Regions from separate parts of the Nothobranchius furzeri genome. Here region 1 is linked to region 2. The links are chromatin contacts, called in public Micro-C maps. All regions are on one chromosome and are shown on one strand. Each heading gives the region's core, a stretch centred on a gene start, on an enhancer-like site or on the middle of the called end of the contact. The rest is flanking DNA. Distances are from core to core; before and after follow the strand shown. Region 1 overlaps ldlrad3 (low density lipoprotein receptor class A domain containing 3). Region 2 has its middle 5.9 kb from the start of fjx1.

Region 1 (4,445 bases), core at 1,380-3,879, 270 kb before region 2:
TTGATTGGCTACCTGCCACTGCATATGCTAACTAACCGCTGTCAGACAATGTTCATCCGAAGGTGGAAGAGCAAAACAAAGTGAAAAGAAAGCAGAAGAATAAAAGATTAATTTACGTATCTTAAATGCCACGTTTAAAAATGAATAAAGTGGATGGATGGATCTCCTCCCCTGGATCTCAGGGCAGGAGATGAAGATGGGAAAGATGACTTAAGTAAAGAAGATTTTCATATTCACAAAGCTTTAAAAGAGTAGGAAGGGGTTGGAGGGTAGGAAAGCCCCCTTTCTCTGGCATTCTAGGCTTTTCTAAAATAAACGGAATAAATGCTTATCTGATTGGAAAGCTGGATCATTTCTGACCTAAAACCAATAACGACAGCTAAAAGAAGGCACAGAGCAAAGAGAATGGCCACCTTAATTCCTAGAACACTTCTGATTATGATCACAGAGCCACCAGGGGGCAGACAGATCACATTTTTATTTGGTCCTGATGAGTTAATAATGGGCGGGCATCCAGAAAAGGGAAAGGGTGCACAGTGGGAGCATGCTGTCTGGCTTCAAACGCACCAAGACACAAATCCATCATTGCAGCGGTGATGAACAACCGTTACACGATCCAGTAGAAATATTACCAAAAATACTCTTTTTTTCTTTTTTTTTACATCCTCCATCCTAAAACAAGCAGAAAATATAAAACAAGCTCCATCAACCCTTTCATCCTCACCCAGAGAGAGCTCTGTAAACCCGTGACACATGGTTGAGAAATCTGTTAAAAAACTGCAAACAGAACGAGCGATGCCGTTGTGGTTTCCCCATCAGACTCCACCAACAGCACAAACGGTTTAGAGGATGAAAAAACAAACTCTTAAAAGTTACTGCGGTGCACAGAGTCCCAATAACCACGAGTTAAAGGGGTTTCAACTCAAATGGCCCCGTTTTATTTGCATGACATATGCAATTAAACTCAAGTCTGGAAAATAGCATTCATCTGCATCTATAGCGACTAAGTTCATCTAACAAGCAATTGTCTACATTTTTAATGCAAAAAAAGAAACAAAGAGATCAACTAGGTGGAAAAAGATCAATTCATTCGTAGCACTTTCCTTTTTTGGCAAAAAAGACAGACTTGAAAAATATCCATGTTTTTGTTCATTTGGGTGTTTTATTATAAGGATTTGTTGCAGACCTGAAATGATCAGTTTTATTAAAACTTCCTAAAGGAATGTAATCATTTGGAAATCTGTCAGTTTTTCTTAATTCAAACAAGAGATCAGTGCTTCATTCTACACAGACGTGCCTCGCCTCTCTGCCAGCTCACATGCATGCGCTGCAGGACTTGGAGATCTATAGTGTTTGCTTGTGTGTTGTACCTTCTAGATGAGATGTGTTCACTCAGGCACTGCAGATAAATAGCTTTTGCTATAGGTAGTTTTGCCAAGAAACTGTAAAAAAAAAAAACTAAAGAATATTTCATACAGGAGATACTAGTAAAGCTGTGATGTAAGGCTTGGTCCTTGAACATACAACACCATTTGGCTGATTTATAGATAGAAGGTATTTATTTAGCCAATTTAACTCTTAAATGAGCGCTTTTTAAAATATGACCAAATATCTGAGATGCTACAGGAAGAGAGGAACTTTTTGTTTTGCCATCTTGCAAAAAACACACATTAATGTATAGAATCAACCATAAAACACAATGGTTTGTAAAACTGCAACACGCTATTTTTGTACCTGCAAGCATTTTCAACTAACTTTAACCCGTCTGCTCCCTTGAGATGTCGAGGGCGTGCACGCTGCAGTTAAAGTGCTTAATCACCCTACTGTCCTCTGTTAAGCGTCAGTGTTCTTTGCTGCCAACAGACTTTCCTTTGCAGGAACGTGAAACACTGATTGATTGAAAGCGGTTCTGCCAAAGCGCCCTACAAAGCGAAACACACAAACGCACTGCAACAGCACTTTTTCCACATCCCTCTGGCAGCCCACGATTAATATTCATACTCGGCATTGTCAGCCTGTTCTTTTAGCCGCGGCGTGTCATGTACTGCGTGCCTCTTCTGTGTAAGTGTATCTCGTTAGCTTGCCGGGAACTAAAATCAAACCTTGTTTCATTCTTGATGTTTTCTTGACTAATAAAATACAAAGAACCCTAAAGTTATCTTTTATATAGATTTTCTCTTTTCTTTGTCTCCCTATCAGCCTGTTCTTCATGTATGTTTCAGTGTGTGAGCAGCTCTTTAGGGAAAGGAGGGTTTTCATGCTTCATCAGGTCTCTATTTGGCTGCCCTGTAATAATTTTGTTCGCTTCATTGCCCGCCACTTTCAACCCCCCCACCATAACACTCACTCACAGCTTACTCAGTCACCACATGAGAAGTAGAGGGGTGGTGGGTTAGACTTAATGACTGGCTTCGTGACCTGGAGGGCTTCTTTTAGAGTAATAATAAAAAGCTGTGATGTAGCAGCGATGGATCATACAAAACATATATATACAGCTCAACTGTGACTGCTTGGCTTAGTGTTGAAATCACACTTATTTCACATAATTGATGGATTATGAAACACTATGCAGAGTTCACATTTTTAAGACACTGCAGACACACATTTACATCAGTAGGTGGCAGAGTTGAGCCATTTAGGAGCTTGGTTGTAAAGGCAGGACAATCGTGCCAATTTTCAACCAGCCCTGCCGTCATTTAGACTGTTTTCATATTTAGATATATAATAACTTTAGTTACACAGTTCCTGCGTTGTCCTGGCTTCCTAACTTCTATTTATTGGTATCCTTAGAGGTCAAATTATGGGGGGGCCCACTGAAAGGGTGATGGGCTCCCAGAGAAGCCCTCAATTCATACACTCAGGGGGAGCCCGACACTCTGACGGAGGCAACAGTAAGGAGCTGAAACTGTCAGCTGAAATGTATCGAATACAACTTTTACTACTCTGTGTAGGAATCAGACAAAAAGTATCAAGAAAACAAAAACACAAAATTATCTTAACAAAGATGTTTAACTCATTCACTGCATTTTTTTACTGTGTGGCCGTCAAAACGAGTCCCCGCGCCGTGAGAACAAACATCTCAGCTCTAAAACTGATCTTCATCCGCACATGTCACACGTCACATGATCAGGAAGCAGAAAATCCATGTGTCAGGAGATCGTTGTGGGTTGCTGCTGTTAAAAAAAAGTGAGGCGCGAACCGGAAAAGCAATTCGACAACGGATTACGAAAGAACAGATAATGCGCGGATTTTTCCTGATGTAAGAGGCGAGTCCACTCTTTGTTTTGTTAGTTTTGGCGTTGACATCATCAGAGAGCGCAACGTTCTGTGACTCTTAAAAAAACAGTGAAAACGCTGAAAAACACTGACAGAGAAGGGCTTTTCTGATGAGTGAATGAGTTAAAGATCCTGTTTCTATTACGTTATTTACGTGGACTCTCACCATACCAGAGATTTATTTGAGCAAAGAGGACGGAGAGCAGCAGAGCGCCGATTGTTCGTGTACGCCAGGCAGCTGCGTCCAGCGCACGACCACAGGAACATTCTCTAAGTGGCACCACCTAATAAAATAAAAAATGGACATGATCGTTCAGGCCCGCTCACATCCTCTGGTACTTTCTGTCTTTTATTCATGCCTGATGCCCTATGCTGTTGCGGAGCTCATCACCCATGCTTTGGTGGCTTCACCTCACTGGCGCGACCGCACAGCATGCACTTCGCCATTTTTGCAGTCGAGAGCGGGGTGGTGGTGCTGGTGAGAATCTGTCCTGACTTCAGATCAGAGGGGTGGTGGGAGGGTGCTCGCTCCATTACAAGCGCTCGTGTACGCTCGCAACAATGTCAGGACTGCTCCGATCGTAAATCCAGGCTTTCAAACATGTTAAGATTGTCTTGTTCTGATGTTTGGGGACAAACACTCATGCTGCTTGCTAAATAGTACATGTAGCTAACCAGAAAGCGAGGTCACAGAAGCACGCAGCACGCTCCTTCTGCATCAAGTTTGTTTACTTCAAAGTCACCTTTTATCTTGTGAGATGTCCCTTCTGAGCGTTGAATGTCTGAGAGTGAAAAAGTTTCATGAGCAGTGTGTAATGTTTGCCAACACACACCGTAGGACCAAAACTGGTATACCTCTGACGTTTAATCACCATCTGCGTGGTCTCAAGCTTTGAAAATCAGCTGATAATTTCAAAATCCTGTCGAGTGAAATGGCCAGATTAGTATTTACAAAAACAATGTACATAAACTACTATAAAATGCATAAAACTAGGCCTATTTATGATCAGAAATTTGCCAAAAAAAGTAGTTTTAGAACATCTGAAATCAACCTAAACACTCATGTTAAACTTACACATGCATGGGGAGAACATGCTATTTCCACACAGAAAGGCTACAGCCAAGGTGCCACCAGGCAGTCCTGTGCTAAAATTATGCCGGTGTCGGTA
Region 2 (4,751 bases), core at 2,107-4,606:
GTGGAAACTTTACACTGGACCTCATGCAACGTGGATTCTGTGCTTCTCCGCTCTTCCTCCAGACTCTGGGTCCTTGATTTCCAAAGGAAATGCAGAACTTGCTTTCATCAGAAAACATAACTTTGGACCACTCAGCATCAGTCCAGTCCTTTTTGTCCTTGGCCCAGGCGAGACGCTTCTTGCGCTGTTTCTTGTTCAAGAGTGGCTTGACACACGGAATGCGACACCTGAATCCCATGTCTTTCATGAGTCTCCTCGTGGTGGTTCTTGAAGCGCTGACTCCAGCTGCAGTCCACTCTTTGTGGATCTCCCCCACATTTTTGAATGGGTTTGTCGTCACAATTCTCTGCAGGGTGCGGTTATCCCTAGAGCTTGTACACTTTTTTCTACCACATTTTTTCCGTCCCTTCGCCTGTCTGTTAATGTGCTTGGACACAGAGCTCTGCGAACAGCCAGCTTCTTTAGCAATCACCTTTTGTGTCTTGCCCTCCTTGTGCAAGGTGTCAATGATTGTCTTTTGGACAGCTGTTAAGTCAGAAGTCTTCCCCATGATTGTGGTGCCTTCAAAACAAGACTGAGGGACCTTTTAAAGGCCTTTGCAGGTGTTTTGAGTAAATCAGCTGATTAGAGTGGCAGCAGGTGTCTTCTATATTCAGCCTTTTCAGAATATTCTAATTTTTTGAGATACCAAATTTGGAGTTTTCATTAGTTGTCACTTATGAATATCAAATTTAAATGTAATGAACATTGGAAATACATTGGTCTGTGTGCATTGCATGAATATAATGTACAAGTTTCACGTTTTGAATGGAATTACTGAAATATTTTCAACCTTTTGATGATATTCTAATTTACTGGCCAGCACCTGTAATTCCGAACTTTTACAAACTGATAAATGTTGAAGTACGTGACAGGAATGGTCAAAACACACCATTACTTTTCATTTTAAGGCGTAAGGCAAACTGGATTAGAAAATAACTCTTTTAGCCCCATTGACTTGCATTCATTATTTATTTATTTCGTTCTTCCAGGCACCCATGAGCTGAGAAGATTTAGGCTCCGTATTCCATCATAATTATGCTTGCATTTTGGATTGGAAACAAGTTTTCATCAACATTAAAACACATTATTATTCCCAACATGCAAACAAACCAATTATCTTGTGACCAAACAGCTAAAACACAAACAACCCTCTTAAATCTGAGAAATCATGAGCACAAACATATCAGTGGGTGATACGAACATAAATTTTTTTTCACTCATTACCATCTGAAAATATCTTTTTTTTCCCCAACTAATGAGTCATTAATTTCTTCAGATTCATTTTTCCAAATCGCCTCAATTATGAAGTCCACTTCCTGGCTCTCAGCCATCCCTAGCAGATGGTGACGGACCCATAAAACTTAACAGAAAACACTCCAGATTTGACCGTTTAACAGTTCACTCATTCATCTGAACATGCGCTGAGTATTTGATCGTTACCCTGCAAACATCTGGAGCACAAAAGTCAAGTTGCTGTTGTTCCGTCTTTGTTCGAGGCTCTAGTTGAACCGAATGTAAACTCTGTTCCTCACATCCCCGTCGCTGAATTATTTCTCATTATCATCCCTCAGCACGCTTTCCAATTCAACTCGTGTTTTCACACGCTGCATCTAGAACCTTGGTTTCCCCAATCAAATTAATTGGGTCATTTTGTAGCCACATGCAGGCATGCTAAATTGGCCGAGTTGAAAAGACAGCAGCAGACAGGATGTGTGACTAGACCCAATAAACGACAGGTACACTAATGTAAGCTCTTAGCACTTTGAGCTGGAAATGTCTTATCTCTCTGCGGACTTTAATGAGATTTTGTAGCTTGAAGAAAGACATTCTGAGCTGCACAAAAACAGTCGTTCTATGGTGTGTTTTATTTCTTCTCTTTATAATCCAGAATGTTAGAGCAGATGTGGGAAAACTTTGCATAAGCAGTCAGGTTAAGTAACTCTGATGCAGCCATATTGCTTGGGCTTTCTTTTATCTTTTTTTATTCTGAGATTTGTCAAGTTGGATGAGTTCATTTAGATTTTATTTATTTATTTTACAGCCTGCACAATGTCTGTTCGCCTCAAGCATATGTTTTACCCTGCACTGGAGACTGACAGAAATGACAGCACGAAGGGAGCGAAGGAAGAAAATCCGTTGGTTGTGCATGAGCAGAGAGGGATGTACACGTGTTAGAATCACAAGAAATGTTTTGTGTCGTTGTGGGTGGTTGAACGTTTTCCTAACCTGAGAGAAAAGAGTTATAGTCCCTCTGGAGGCAGATTTTTCAGGCTGCTGTTTAGCAAAAAGGATATCTCTTGTTTGAATTTAAGTCATGTCTTATTTTTACCTTACAGTGACAGTGAGCAGTTTTCATCTCCTCCACCCTACTGGTTAAAAGTGGAATTACAACTTTCATTAACCCTCTGGAGGCAGGCGTTGCATATTTGCAACAGTTAAAACCTACCTACCTGGTTACTCCACATACGTATTTCACAAGCATTTTTTTTAACTCAGAAGTACCTCTGAAAGACTTAGTTGTTCGTCCTTTTATCAAAACTTATTTTGAGCCTGAGAGGGTTAACAACCCTGCAGCAGCCTGCTGTAGCGAGTGCTAACAATGAGCTAACATTAACACAAGCCAATTAATACTGAAATTAACCACACAGTAAAAAGATTCACACTGTTGGAGATTTTTTTTACTAACAAGTCCAGTAGCAACAAAGCCAGGTCACCATCAGTCCGTGATGTTGTAGCCTCCTTTAGCTTCCTCAAACTAGTGTGAGCCAGTTTTAGCTCTTTGCTTCGCCTCCAACAACGCTACTCTCTTACTTCCAGGCTCCGCCATGATGCCAACAGAAAAGCAAACTTCTTCTTGTGATTCTTATTGAGGATTGACAAACTGAAAAAGCTAACTGCTAGCGTAACAGCTAACAGCAACAAAGCAGGTAAGGAGCACCAACTGGCTCCACAAAACTGTTAAGTGCAGTATCTGGTAGAGAGCTGCAGAGTGGTATGAAACTAGTCAAGAGTTTAAATCTACAACAATGTTAAAACTCTAGCTTAAAGTAAAAAATTATATATTTTAGTGTTACTTTAATGTAAACCACACCAACGTGGCTCAAATACCACTCCTTATACCATGTTTAACACCAAATGAAAGTAAAATTTGAGACGTCTAGACAAGGATATTGCAGACGGCTTAAGTGCATTGTTGGAATTCTGTTTAATGCATGTTGCTTTTCAGGGAAGGCAGACTTTACTGCCTCCCTCTGCTGCAGCGTGGCCTATAGTTTCCCTTTCCACAAGCACAAGCGTGGGCATGTTCACATATCAAACCTATCTGTGTCATGACTTGTGTTATCTGCAGGTCAACCAACCCCCCTCTGCTCTGCTGCACTCCCTCCTGCCGCATTCTTCCTCCAGCAGCCCCAAGAGAGCCATAACATTGGGAACGTTTCTCCCCACCAGTCATGGCTGTCCGTGGTCAAGCGCCACCATGACACAAGAGAGCTTGGATCGTCTGTCATGCTGTCTGCAGCGACACCGTACACCCGTCACTGGCTGTCTGACAACGCCACAGCTGTGATACAATCTTGTCTTCGCTGTGTGGTTCCCGTCTGCCGGCGCAGATGGACACAAGGGAGGGGCCGAAGACATTAAGAGACGGAGACAGAGGAGTAGAAAGTGCAGTGGGCTTATGTCATCTCATAGTCTAAGGTTAGTTCATGCAGAGTAATAACTCAAAGGTCCCTCGACACTTTGCAGTTTCCTGGACTGAATAATGAATGTGCAGGGCTTCCATTAGCGCTGAAAGCTACAATCATTTCACAGGGTCTGACGATTACTCATGCTCTGGGATTCGATGATGGGTGGGGAGAGCTCCACGAGGATTAATCTGCATCTCCTGCTTCCTGTTTGCTGTGAAAATATCCTTATGAATGTGTGATTTTTAGAATGTGTGGGTTTATTGAAAGAAGGGGGAGAGAGAATAAAATAAATATTGTAATAGAAAAGGGAATCTGACAGCTTGCTTTTTTATTTTCACATTTTCAAACCCAAGACCTTTGTTTCAGACATCCACACTTTGCTCCTCTCCCTGGTCACTTTTTAGACATACTTTCCTCATAGCTTATTTATTTCAGAACAGCCATAACCATCATGGTGTTACATCAACAAGGTGTTTGAAACAATCGTGTGACATCTTGGTCCATATTGACCTGATAGCTTGAATCAGTGGCTGCAGATTCATCAGCAGCACTCCCTTTGGTGGATTGGATTAAGATCAGATAACTGTTCCCTGGCCTTTGGAGTCCAGGGATCTAATTTTAATGTTCAAGAAACCAATTTCAGATGATTTGAGCTATATGACAAGGTGCATTATCCTGCTGGAAGTATCCATCAGAAGATGAGTCAACGTGGTCATAAAGGGCCATGCCACTCTCTAGCTTGATGGAGCGACGGTGGCACAGGAGTTAAGTGCTCGCCTCGCAATCGGAAGGTCGCAGGTTCGAGACCCGCTCAGTCTGTCGCTGTCGTTGTGTCCTTGGGCAAGACACTTAACCCACACCACCTGCTGGTGGTGGTCGGAGGGACCGGTGGCGCCAGTGCTCGGCAGCCTCGCCTCCGTCAGTGCGCCCCAGGGCAGCTGTGGCTACATTGTAGCTCATCCCCACCAGTGTGTGAATGTGTGTGTGAATGGGTGAATGACTGATTGTGTTGTAAAGCAC

What was found. Hi-C and Micro-C count contacts between places; a contact is called where the count stands out from the background.
Region 1: a contact with region 2 is called in a Micro-C map of tail fin, with 13 times the contacts expected there. The contact joins two enhancer-like sites. A contact is called at or near these places in 2 of 2 Hi-C or Micro-C datasets (skeletal muscle and tail fin).

The regions. Positions count from the first base shown.
Region 1 is chr4:75,969,330-75,973,774 of NfurGRZ-RIMD1, reverse strand. All of the region lies in intron 3 of ldlrad3 (low density lipoprotein receptor class A domain containing 3), which reads right to left. Among protein-coding and RNA genes, the nearest start is that of ascl1b, 96 kb to the left of the region's middle. Within about 2 kb of position 2,629, at least 1 of the 3 cell types and tissues checked has an H3K27ac peak or open chromatin away from gene starts, as enhancers often do. A contact at or near this core is called in tail fin, where this site is marked.
Region 2 is chr4:75,696,881-75,701,631 of NfurGRZ-RIMD1, reverse strand. No RefSeq gene overlaps it. Among protein-coding and RNA genes, the nearest start is that of fjx1, 5.9 kb to the left of the region's middle. Within about 2 kb of position 3,356, at least 3 of the 3 cell types and tissues checked have an H3K27ac peak or open chromatin away from gene starts, as enhancers often do. A contact at or near this core is called in tail fin, where this site is marked.